2 separate regions of the Salmo salar genome follow, and region 1 is linked to region 2. A link is a contact called in public Hi-C data. All regions are on one chromosome and are shown on one strand. Each heading gives the region's core, a stretch centred on a gene start, on an enhancer-like site or on the middle of the called end of the contact. The rest is flanking DNA. Distances are from core to core; before and after follow the strand shown.

Evidence for each region. A called contact is a pair of places that touch in the nucleus more often than the background predicts.
Region 1: a Hi-C map of muscle shows a contact between it and region 2, with 4 times the contacts expected there. The contact joins the enhancer-like site here to the promoter of ttc23 in region 2. A contact is called at or near these places in 2 of 3 Hi-C or Micro-C datasets (gill and muscle).

Annotation. Positions count from the first base shown.
Region 1 is chrssa10:89,060,966-89,066,146 of Ssal_v3.1, reverse strand. The region is part of intron 6 of LOC106560805 (myocyte-specific enhancer factor 2A); the gene reads right to left. Among protein-coding and RNA genes, the nearest start is that of LOC106560804, 34 kb to the left of the region's middle. Within about 2 kb of position 2,521, at least 1 of the 13 cell types and tissues checked has an H3K27ac peak or open chromatin away from gene starts, as enhancers often do. A contact at or near this core is called in muscle, where this site is marked.
Region 2 is chrssa10:88,947,908-88,953,301 of Ssal_v3.1, reverse strand. It overlaps ttc23 (tetratricopeptide repeat domain 23), which reads left to right and starts at 1,761. Exons shown (of 11, transcript XM_014124115.2): 1 at 1,761-2,045. The coding sequence starts at 1,969.

The sequences.
Region 1 (5,181 bases), core at 1,272-3,771, 110 kb before region 2:
AAGATTAATGGATGTGAATCAAGAGCCTCTAATAGATTAAGTGGAAAAGAGAGCAAATTCTAATAATAGCGTCCATTAATGAGCCTGGATAGAAACTCTTTAGCGGGTGCTCTGGTATTGTTTTGGCTCAGGAAGCAGAGAGCAGGGCCACAGTTTGTGAGACTGCAGTGCAGTCACTCACTCACTAGTTAGCTGTTCCAAGAAATCCATATTCCACTTGGAGGGCCCCTTAGTATAAAAACAAATACAGTTTAGAATGCTTTCTTAATGGAAAAAACACACACTGGAAGTGGTAATCCACTGGGAACAACGGCTTCCACGGTTCTCAAGAAATAGAGGAATAATATGTTCAGATAGACTCTCTTTGACACACAAACAGCCCTTGCAATCGCTCTTTAAGAGCCTGTAACTCTCCAGTATTAATGAAGGAATCTGCACAGCTTGCAGGCATATTGCATAAGAGAGAGAAGAGTCACATCCCCTAACATTCTGACAAGCTCTCATTCTTAATGCTCAACAGAGTGAGAGAGAGCATGGAAAGAGTGAAACTGTGTGCAAAGCATCTCTAATGCATTGAGGAGTGTGACTGTATCACACAAAGAATTCCACATTGGATTGCTAATTAGGTGTAAAAAATGATATCACAGAGTTGCTTTAATTACATCCATATCATTTATGTTTGAGCAAAGCATAAGAAGTTCATAGCCTTCTCGTGAGCCAAGGTTTAGGTATTTGAACGAGAGCCAAAACAGATGGCTCATTTTAGACAGAACAATTGAAAAATAATTGCTATCAAAAACTGCTCTCTGAAAATACAGAATTAAAATACAGCTACAACAATTTGCCTGCAAAAGCAGAATACTGTATGTTGTGAGTGAATATTCTGACCCTCACTAGGCTTATGTCATGATCACTTAGACCCAGACTACCATGTGGAGCCCACTGCTCTCCACTCTCCTTATTTATCATGATTCATGTCTGCAGAGCACTGGGACTGAGCCACTGTGAGACCTCTCCACACTTAGAAAAAAGGGTTCCAAAAGGGTTATTCGGCTATCCCCATAGGAGAACCCTTATAACCCTCTGTAGAAAGGGCTCTACATGGAACCAAAAAGGGTTCTGACTGGAACCAAAAAGGGTGCTACTTGGAAGGAAATGGGTCTTTCTACCTGGAACCAACAAGGTTCTTCAAAGGGTTCTCCAATGGTTCTCCACATCCAAATAACTCTTTTAGGTGCCTTTTTTTCCTAAGACTGCAGGAAGAATGGTGGAGCCCTTCCCCCTTATTTAATCTTAAACACTGGCTTTTATGCAACTCGTGCTAAATTAACATCACCCCTCTGCAGAGCCTCATTTACCCGAGGTGCCTGTAATGTTCTAGGAGTGAAATGACTGTATGAAATTCTCATTTCTGCTCAACGTAAGATGTGGTGTATTAACAGAAACACACTTTCATGTGTTAGTTTGTCAGCTGCCAAATCCTGTTATGATCTCAGATTGAAACCAGACTCATGTTCATTCTTAATGAACACATATAGTCAACTCATATCACATGTGGTAAAGACCTCCTTCACACTGCTGCAGAAAGGAAACTATGAAAACGGCTCCAAAAAGCTTTCAAGCTACAGTTCATATGCTTCCACAATGTGGAAGAGAGAAAAACTAAGCTGCAATGACATGCCATGTCATGTCCATGGACAAAATGATTCATTTGCACTTTGCCGGTATACATCAATATGAAGAAAGAGTTTTCTTTCTGAGGACAAGTGCTGGCATATCAGATGAGATTAGGGTTTGGATCAGTGCCGCCATTCCCTAGGCTTAATCAGTGATCCGGAGCATTTCCCAGGACACTCTCCGTGCTTGTAAGCCCCTCTTAGTGGTGATATCAAGCCACACCACCGGAGGAGAAAAGAGAGCGAGCAACAAGACAGAACTGGTGCAAAAGGCCTCTCCTCTCCCAATAGCTGCTGCTTGTGAAAAATCAGAGCTATGTAAGGAATGGCCATCTGACAGCAGCACTGGAGAGAGAGAGGTTTCTCTTCCAAGCAGTCTGTGTCTGCTGTTCTACCCAGTTTGGTACAAACAACAGCTGCAGTCTCCTGCCAGTGTGCCAACGGCTGACACCCCTCCCTTGGCATGGGGGCGGCACAGCACCCCACAACGTTACCGCTTACCCAGCACAGGGACAGGGCTCCGAGCACTGCCAAAGACCAAATACAGACAGACCAAGTATTTCACCCAGCCCAGACTGAGAGCATCGAATCACCTCACCAACCACAGACTCAAACTTATACCCAGCATATCTAGGCTCACGAAGCAGGACATAATTAAATGTATAATCTATAGCTTTAAATATAGCTTCTGTTGATTGGATAATGTATTTTCACTACTATCATAATACTGTATCATATGAGACACGGTGGCCTGTCTGGTAGGCAGAGGGTTAACGTCCACCTGCCTCTGCCTCTCACACAGCACATAGCAGCCATGACAGGCTGTCCGGTCATTGTGTACAGAGGACTTAGAGGGATGTCATGGCCGGAATACCTCCAGGGTTCTGCTGGCCTAGGCATCTTGCAGGCTCTCTCCAGCCTTATAAGTACTGGGAAAAACAGATGCACCTGTCAATAGAGGGAAGGAAACTAGAGGAGGGAGGGTGGGATGGAGGTGTCAGTCTTAAAGGAAACACTGTGTTTATTTACCTTCCAAAGAGAATCTGCCGCCTGAACCCTACCTTTTAATATGTTAACCCTTTCAGGCAACAAACAAGTTCACAATGAAAGGATAGCCCTAAGAAAATATATAGTGACTGTTTTCATCCCTAAACCCCAAACAAAACTTGTACCACAAACATGTTTGGAGCGACACAAAGTGAGCAGCCGATTGAGAACAAGAGGCAGTCTTGATCTGTTACTATCCAGGAGGAACAGATGGACGTGTGACCTTCCTGGTGTCCTTGGTGGTTTGATTGTGTGTCACCATAGCGGTTGGCCAGACATTAGCAGCTGCTGCCATTTTCCTCTGTTACTGTACTCAACCATCTACGCCTCTTCTTTGGAACACATTGGCAAAAAAGATCTGTCCCTTTGGACTGACTCTTGGAGCTTTGGATGTAATCACTTCACCAACCTGTCTAGCTGCAGTCTGAATAATATAGTGAACATACAGCATCTCTGTCAGGGTACTGAGGACAGAACAGAACATGCTGACAGTCAGCTTGGGTGTCTTGCTATACAGTAAGGACAGTGTACCATCACTCTAACATGGATATGAAGACCATGTTAACTAACTGCCTTCAATGTTCCCAATACTCACAGACAGACAACAAATACAGTCCCCTCGCATGCAATAAATGACCAAGAATCTGACAAAAGCTGTCGATGACCATGTCGCAGGCACATGTACATGTATACAGACAGTGAGGTGAGGGCCTATTGGGCGGAGCCACAGACAGTGAGGTGAGGGCCAATTGGGCAGAGCCACAGACAGTGAGGTGAGGGCCTATTGGGCAGAGCTACAGACAGTGAGGTGAGGGCCTATTGGGCAGAGCCACAGACAGTGAGGTGAGGGCCTATTGGGCAGAGTCACAGAGACCTAATGAGTTCCTCCTGAAGGACCTACTGTAGCCGCTGGGCTGGGGCTCACGCCACACTGGCACTGCCAGGTCTGTCCTACCCTGCATGCCACCTAATGAGATGCACAAAATGATATTATTAACCATCTGCATCCTTCAGCTGGGAGCCAGGGATCAGGGAAGAGCTGCACTCAATCCCTCCAAAGAGGCTGGGGTCATTCTCTCAGTTATCCACTGCCATAGAGCATAATATGAGGTGTCTGGAAATGTTTAGGATTTAATAGTGGAATACATGGAAACAACATCTAACAACATACAACTTCCATCACTTCTACCACTACTGGGAGCTATCAGTGAGAGGGAATGCATTCTCTCTGGTTCTATGGCGAGTGGGCCATTGGCCCTGTCCTTACTTTGTGCAGTCATCCAAGTCAAAGTTGTCAGGGATTGGCCCTAAGTCAAAGTGTTTTCTTTAAGGCAACAATACCAGAATTCCATAGTTTGTAAAGGGACATGTTCAGGTCCACACTTTAGTACTCTGACCACAACGCCACCAGCCAGTAGCCTTGCTTTTGTATACATATTAAGGTAATAACCTAGTACAAGGAACTGAACAACAAAATATTATTTACCTGTGAATCTACCCACTGAATAGGTATACAGCAGTACTGTACAGTGAGGGAAAAAAGTATTTGATCCCCTGCTGATTTTGTACGTTTGCCCACTGACAAATAAATGATCAGTCTATAATTTTAATGGTAGGTTTATTTGAACAGTGAGAGACAGAATAACAACAACAAAAATCCAGAAAAACGCATGTCAAAAATGTTATAAATTGATTTGCATTTTAATGAGGGAATTAAGTATTTGACCCCCTCTCAATCAGATAGATTTCTGGCTCCCAGGTGTCTTTTATACAGGTAACAAGCTGAGATTAGGAGCACACACTTAAAGGGAGTGCTCCTAATCTCAGCTTGTTACCTGTATAAAAGACACCTGTCCACAGAAGCAATCAATCAATCAGATTCCAAACTCTCCACCATGGCCAAGACCAAAGAGCTCTCCAAGCATGTCAGGGATAAGATTGTAGACCTACACAAGGCTGGAATGGGCTATAAGACCATCGCCAAGCAGCTTGGTGAGAAGGTGACAACAGTTGGTGCGATTATTCGCAAATGGAAGAAACAAAAGAACTGTCAATCTCCCTCGGCCTGGGGCTCCATGCAAGATCTCACCTCGTGGAGTTGCAATGATCATGAAAACGGTGAGGAATCAGCCCAGAACTACACGGGAGAATCTTGTCAATGATCTCAAGGCAGCTTGGACCATAGTCACCAAGAAAACAATTGGTAACACACTACGCCGTGAAGGACTGAAATCCTGCAGCGCCCGCAAGGTCCCCCTGCTCAAGAAAGCACATATACATGCCCGTCTGAAGTTTGCCAATGAACATCTGAATGATTCAGAGGACAACTGGGTGAAAGTGTTGTGGTCAGATGAGACCAAAATGGAGTTATTTGGCATCAACTCAACTCGCCGTGTTTGGAGGAGGAGGAATGCTGCCTATGACCCCAAGAAAACTATCCCCACCGTCAAACATGGAG
Region 2 (5,394 bases), core at 512-3,011:
GTACAAACACAGACTAAGCACTCAACACATACAACTTTAGATCATACTGTATGTTAACTGATATGTTAAACTATCCCTTTTTTTGGAAGGGTGTCTCTAATATTTACACAGTACTCCAAGTTCTGTATCATATTCAAAGAGCACATCTGAAGTTTGTGATTGGAAACACCTTAGAGAACGTAGGTTGAGCAATGCAGGGGATCATATGGCCGAGGGATGAATGTTTGTTGGTAAACTAAGAAAGGAAGTGGGGACATCTGTATGACTGAAAGTGAGGTGTTAGTTTGTGGCTCAGACAAATAACCATGACTTCCCTAGCAAACATGAGTATGATATCGAAAAGGCTTAGACAAATTCCTAAAATATGTCAATTAGTCCAATTGTAAGATATTTCTATCATGCTCCTTTCCAGTTGTTATGTTTTCACTCATAAACATAAGACCTGTGTATAAAAGGTTATGCTTGTAACAATTAAAAAAGAAAAAATGTACAACCTGAATACCATGCTGGATTCCTGAAACAATTAGAGATATCTGAGGGTAAATCAAAAACAAATCACTGTCCTTGATGAGATATAAATGGGTTCAAAGCTGTAAATGATGCATTGCAATTATATTCATTAGAAAATACAACTCTTGATGGTGTGTAAATAAGTTATTTTCATCTTCAACTCAATAAAGATAATGTTACTGTGAAACCTGTCTCCGTTACGTGACTCAAATAAGGTCCTGTGGCTTGGCAGCTTGGTGTCTGTGTGGCAGAGAGCACAGTGCACCACACCAGGTGGGGGGTGGAAAGGTGGGTGCTGAGATGCAGACAGAGCGGTTTGTCAACATGAAAACAGCTCATGATCACAAACACAGAGGTGCTGCCTTGTACCTACAGTGCAGCCCAGGGGAAATCACCTGTAGTCCCTGTTCACCTCTCTATTTTTCACAGAGGTACAGCACAGGTTGGTCTATGACACTAATTATCTCTTATTGAGTCACTCATTTAGCTGTGTTTCCAAGAACTGAATGCTAAACTATAATCACACTGCCTAAAAATGCTACATAGTAAAAGACTGTCTGTCTGTGTGCTATTGCCTCCTTTAACCACATGCTAGGGGGGTTTGATTTAATTTGTAGCTGCGGGACATGCAAGTGATGTCAACAAGGTTGACATGAGCCCCTTGAACTGTGAACAGGATGGGGAGATTGTCATGACAATGTCTAAAGGTGAGGATTTAATTACAAGCAGAAAAAAACTAGGGAGGTTGGACAACTTTTCACATAAGCCTAATTGATCATTGACATACATGAAAATATAAAAGTTTTCAAATAATAATCAAACAGCAGCTCCCCTTTAGAATGCCCTTTGATGCCCAGGAAAGACCCAGAGAGGCCAGGTGTCACAGACAGTCCAGCATTTTCACACAAGACATTGTTACAAATATAGCCAGGAGCCCAAACTCACTGCAGACTCACTATAACAGCACTCACTGTGGAGGTTTCTTACATAAGCTACTAACAGTGGGATTTAAAGGTAAAGGGGAGAGATTGTTTGGCTGGGGGGAAGAAATTCAGAGCACACACAGATGTAGGAGAAGTCTGTGCCGTGGCTTAACTCCTCTGTCACTGGGTGCCTGCTGTGAAAACAACACCCCCCTTTTCTCCCTCTCTTGCTCCCCCTCGCTCTCTCCCCTGGACGCCAGCCTGACATACCAGACCTTGTTCGTTAGCGCATATTTTTATCCGCCGTTACTAAATTAGGAAGCCAGAGAGAGCAAACTGAGGGTGTCTGCCAAGGCAGAAGAAGAAGGGTCTGCTCAGGCCTGGGTTTGCTGAGGGCCCGTGCCAGCCCTGCCAGGTTCATTAAGAGCCACTTGGGTTTCAGAAATAGAAGCCCAACAGGGACCGAAGCCAAACAGGACCCAGGACAGCCCGGCCAAAAACTCACGGGACAAACAAACAAATAAACTGCTTTCTTATGCACTGCCAGAGTCAACCGGCAGCAGCCACCCTAAGGAGCTATTATAAGTTATCTTGGGCAGTTCTGCAAACAAGGTGAGCACTGCCGCAGGTTTAAAACTGGTGACAGCACACACACACTGCCAACCTGATAGAGAATAAATTAACCTACAAACTCTCTCTAGAGAACAATTTCTTAAAGCAGCCACAGAGACATCAATTCGTGTTAGTTTAGTATTTAAGACAGATGTTTAGATGGATATTTATAAAAAGTACATAACTGCTTGCTAGTTCAGCATGGTTTTAAGACAGGGATGTTTAGATAGATATTTATAAAGTACATTTACATTTTCTAATTTCTCATGCAGTTGGCATAATGTCTGCTCTTTAAGTGCTGATTAGGACATGGATAAAATGCCACCCTAGAGATCATAGTGTTGAAGCAGAATATCAATTGGGGGGTTCGCTGACCTATCTAACCTGCAGGACATTCTCAGATGGAACTTGATACAATTTACATTTGAGGGGCTTGTCCAGTACAGAGATTTCATGAACATCCAGACGTATTTGTGAAATCTGTCTTGTCTTCTTTAGTAACCTTTAATAATATTTTGAATAACTTCTAGAAATAAAAAGTATACTTATAGTATTGACCCAACCCCCAAGGTAAAATAAAAGTTTAAATCAATACCATATCAGTGTCTAAAGTCAGCATATTGCAGCAGCACAAATGTCTCCCTTCAAAATGTGTCAATGTATCACCAACACACACCATATTTAAGAAGGCCACAGAGCATGAAAGGGATGGATGTCTGGTACTTTACTGCCATCTATTGGATCATTAGAAAACTTTACTTCTCCAGCTGTGCAATACAGTCTATGGTCCAGCAGCCCCATCATCAGGGAAAGAATAAAGCAGGAAAGGGAAAGGGAAAGTCAGTTGTACAACTGAATGCATTCAACTGAAATGTGCCTGCCGCATTTAACCCAACCCCTCTGAATCAGAGAGGTGCGGGTGGCTGCCATAATCAACATCCACGTCTTCGGCTCCCGGGGAAAAGTGGGTTAACTGCCTAGGGGAAGAACGACAGATTACTGGCCCAACGCTCTAACCACTAGATTATAGCATGCTGCGTGTTTACATTATTACAGGCATGGCAATTGAGATCATGGTCACATCTGTCTACAGTTTAATCAACTCCAAATAAATGCAATAGATTGAGGCTGTTGTGACAGCATGCACTAAAACACATGTTATCGGAATGAAACTTTATAGCACTTATCTGAAGTGCACTTATCAGGAGTCACTTGTATTACAGAGTTTGAAATCCCAGCTATAGTTGTGTTAAATCTTAATTAATAGGTCTACTCAAAATACTGATATTTTGGCACTATTTTGTGTGTATTATTATTTATTTTAATTTAACCTTTATTTAACTAGGCAAGTCAGTTAAGAACAAATTCTTATTTACAATGATGGCCTACACCGGCCAAATCCAGACGACGCTGGGCCAATTGTGCGCCGCCCTATGGGACTCCGAATCACAGCCGGTTGTGATACAGCCTGGATTATTCACTGCTAGTAAACCTAATAAAGTGAACACGTTATTTAATGCAGTCTAAGTATATTACCTTATTGACATCTTCAGCAAAAGAAGGGATTTGGCATAGCCCATTGAAAAGGGACAAATACACAGACCCAAAGACAGTAGGTAATGATGATGGATAGGGATTCCTCTAACTGGATTTCCACTTGGCTGGAGCAAGCTTTTATTAAATGTCTCCATTGGAAAATGATTACACAGTCCCATGTGGGACCGCACCAAGGTGGTCTGTATATCCTCACACTCCAGGACAGTTGACTATAAACCAATAAACCCATAAAGATCACCCATATTAGAAACTAATGGAGTAGTAATAGGAGCAATTTCCTCTTTCCCTAGTGCCCTTTAAAGATCCTCGCCAAAATAAGATATTTTATGAGCTGTTGAATCAAACAATAAGAAAGCATATTATTTATTGCTGCAATTATGACAATGTGCCTATTGTAAAGTCGGTCCTCAAGGAAACTAGAAATGCTACATTTTTCATGAAGGAGCTTTAGGAGGACAGGCTCATTGTAATGGCTGGAATAGAACGGAGTCAAACACGTTGTTTCCATGTGTTTGGAACCACTTCATTAATTCCATTCCAGCCATTACAATGAGCATTTCCTCTTATAGCTCCTCCCACCAGCTTGCACTGGATTTAACAATAAGTAGACAAAACCTATATAGCTGTATTACACCACCTTTTGTATCATGAGGTGAGGTCCTTAGAGCTAGCACCAAAAAGCACATGTTCTTGACATTAAGGATTGGAGCATGGGAATGATGCAACAACATAGCACATCAAACAGTCATATTTGTCTTCAGCTCCAGGTACTTCGTTTTTGCATTGCCTACTTACATTGGGTGTAACTTAAGCATTAAAGTGTGTTGCAGTAAGAGTGGTTTTGACAAACTGATGGCAATGTTTTCCATTCTGGAAATTTGTTTAGGATCACTCTTAGTCTGGAACCTCCCCCTCTTGGGATCTTTGAGACTAACAAGCTCCTCTACCAAGACAAGGTGGCAACACACAGAGAATATTTATTTATTTGTATTTGATTTGTCATTAAATGGAATGTGCCTGCCTCAGATTGCACTTTAAATCAAAGGTGGGGTCTTACTGCTCATTGGCTAACCAGCATTCATGTCTATACTTTGGCAGATTGTTTGGTTAACGCCATATCTTCAGAGTCCTGAGGCCTGAAACCCATACCATTAGTCTTTCTGAAACCCAATATTTAGTGATTGTTTGGGGTATTTTGTCCCTCTTTGTCAGACAATTGGCATAGGCTACAGGCCATATTTCACATTTGGTACATGGGCCACATATCACAATCGACACAGGGACACATTTCAGAATCGGCACACTGTCCACATTTGGAAGCTCCAACAAGCGGCAAAACAATAATACAAATGATTAGAAAATGCAATTTCCTTTGATTGCGTTCCTTCAGAATGTGTTTTTATATTTTAGTTTGAATTCTGAAAGTTCTGTGGCATTTCAGTTTAGAATGTTGAAGCCTGCATTCCACCATTGAAATCAATGGGGATACAACAACCTTCACAGTTTATTGTATGAATGGTAACAACACTTTAAATAGTACAGTACAGCACAAAAGTTTTAGGCAGGTGTGAAAAAATGCTATAAAGTAAGAATGATTTCAAAAATAGACATGTTAATAGATAATATTTATCAATTAACTAAATGCAAAGTGAGTGAACAGAAGAAAAATCGAAATCAAATCCATATTTGGTGTGACCACCCGTTGTCTTCAAAACAGCATAAATTCTTGTAGGTACACTTGCACAAAGTCAGGGATTTGGTAGACATATAGTCAGGTGTATAATTAAACAAT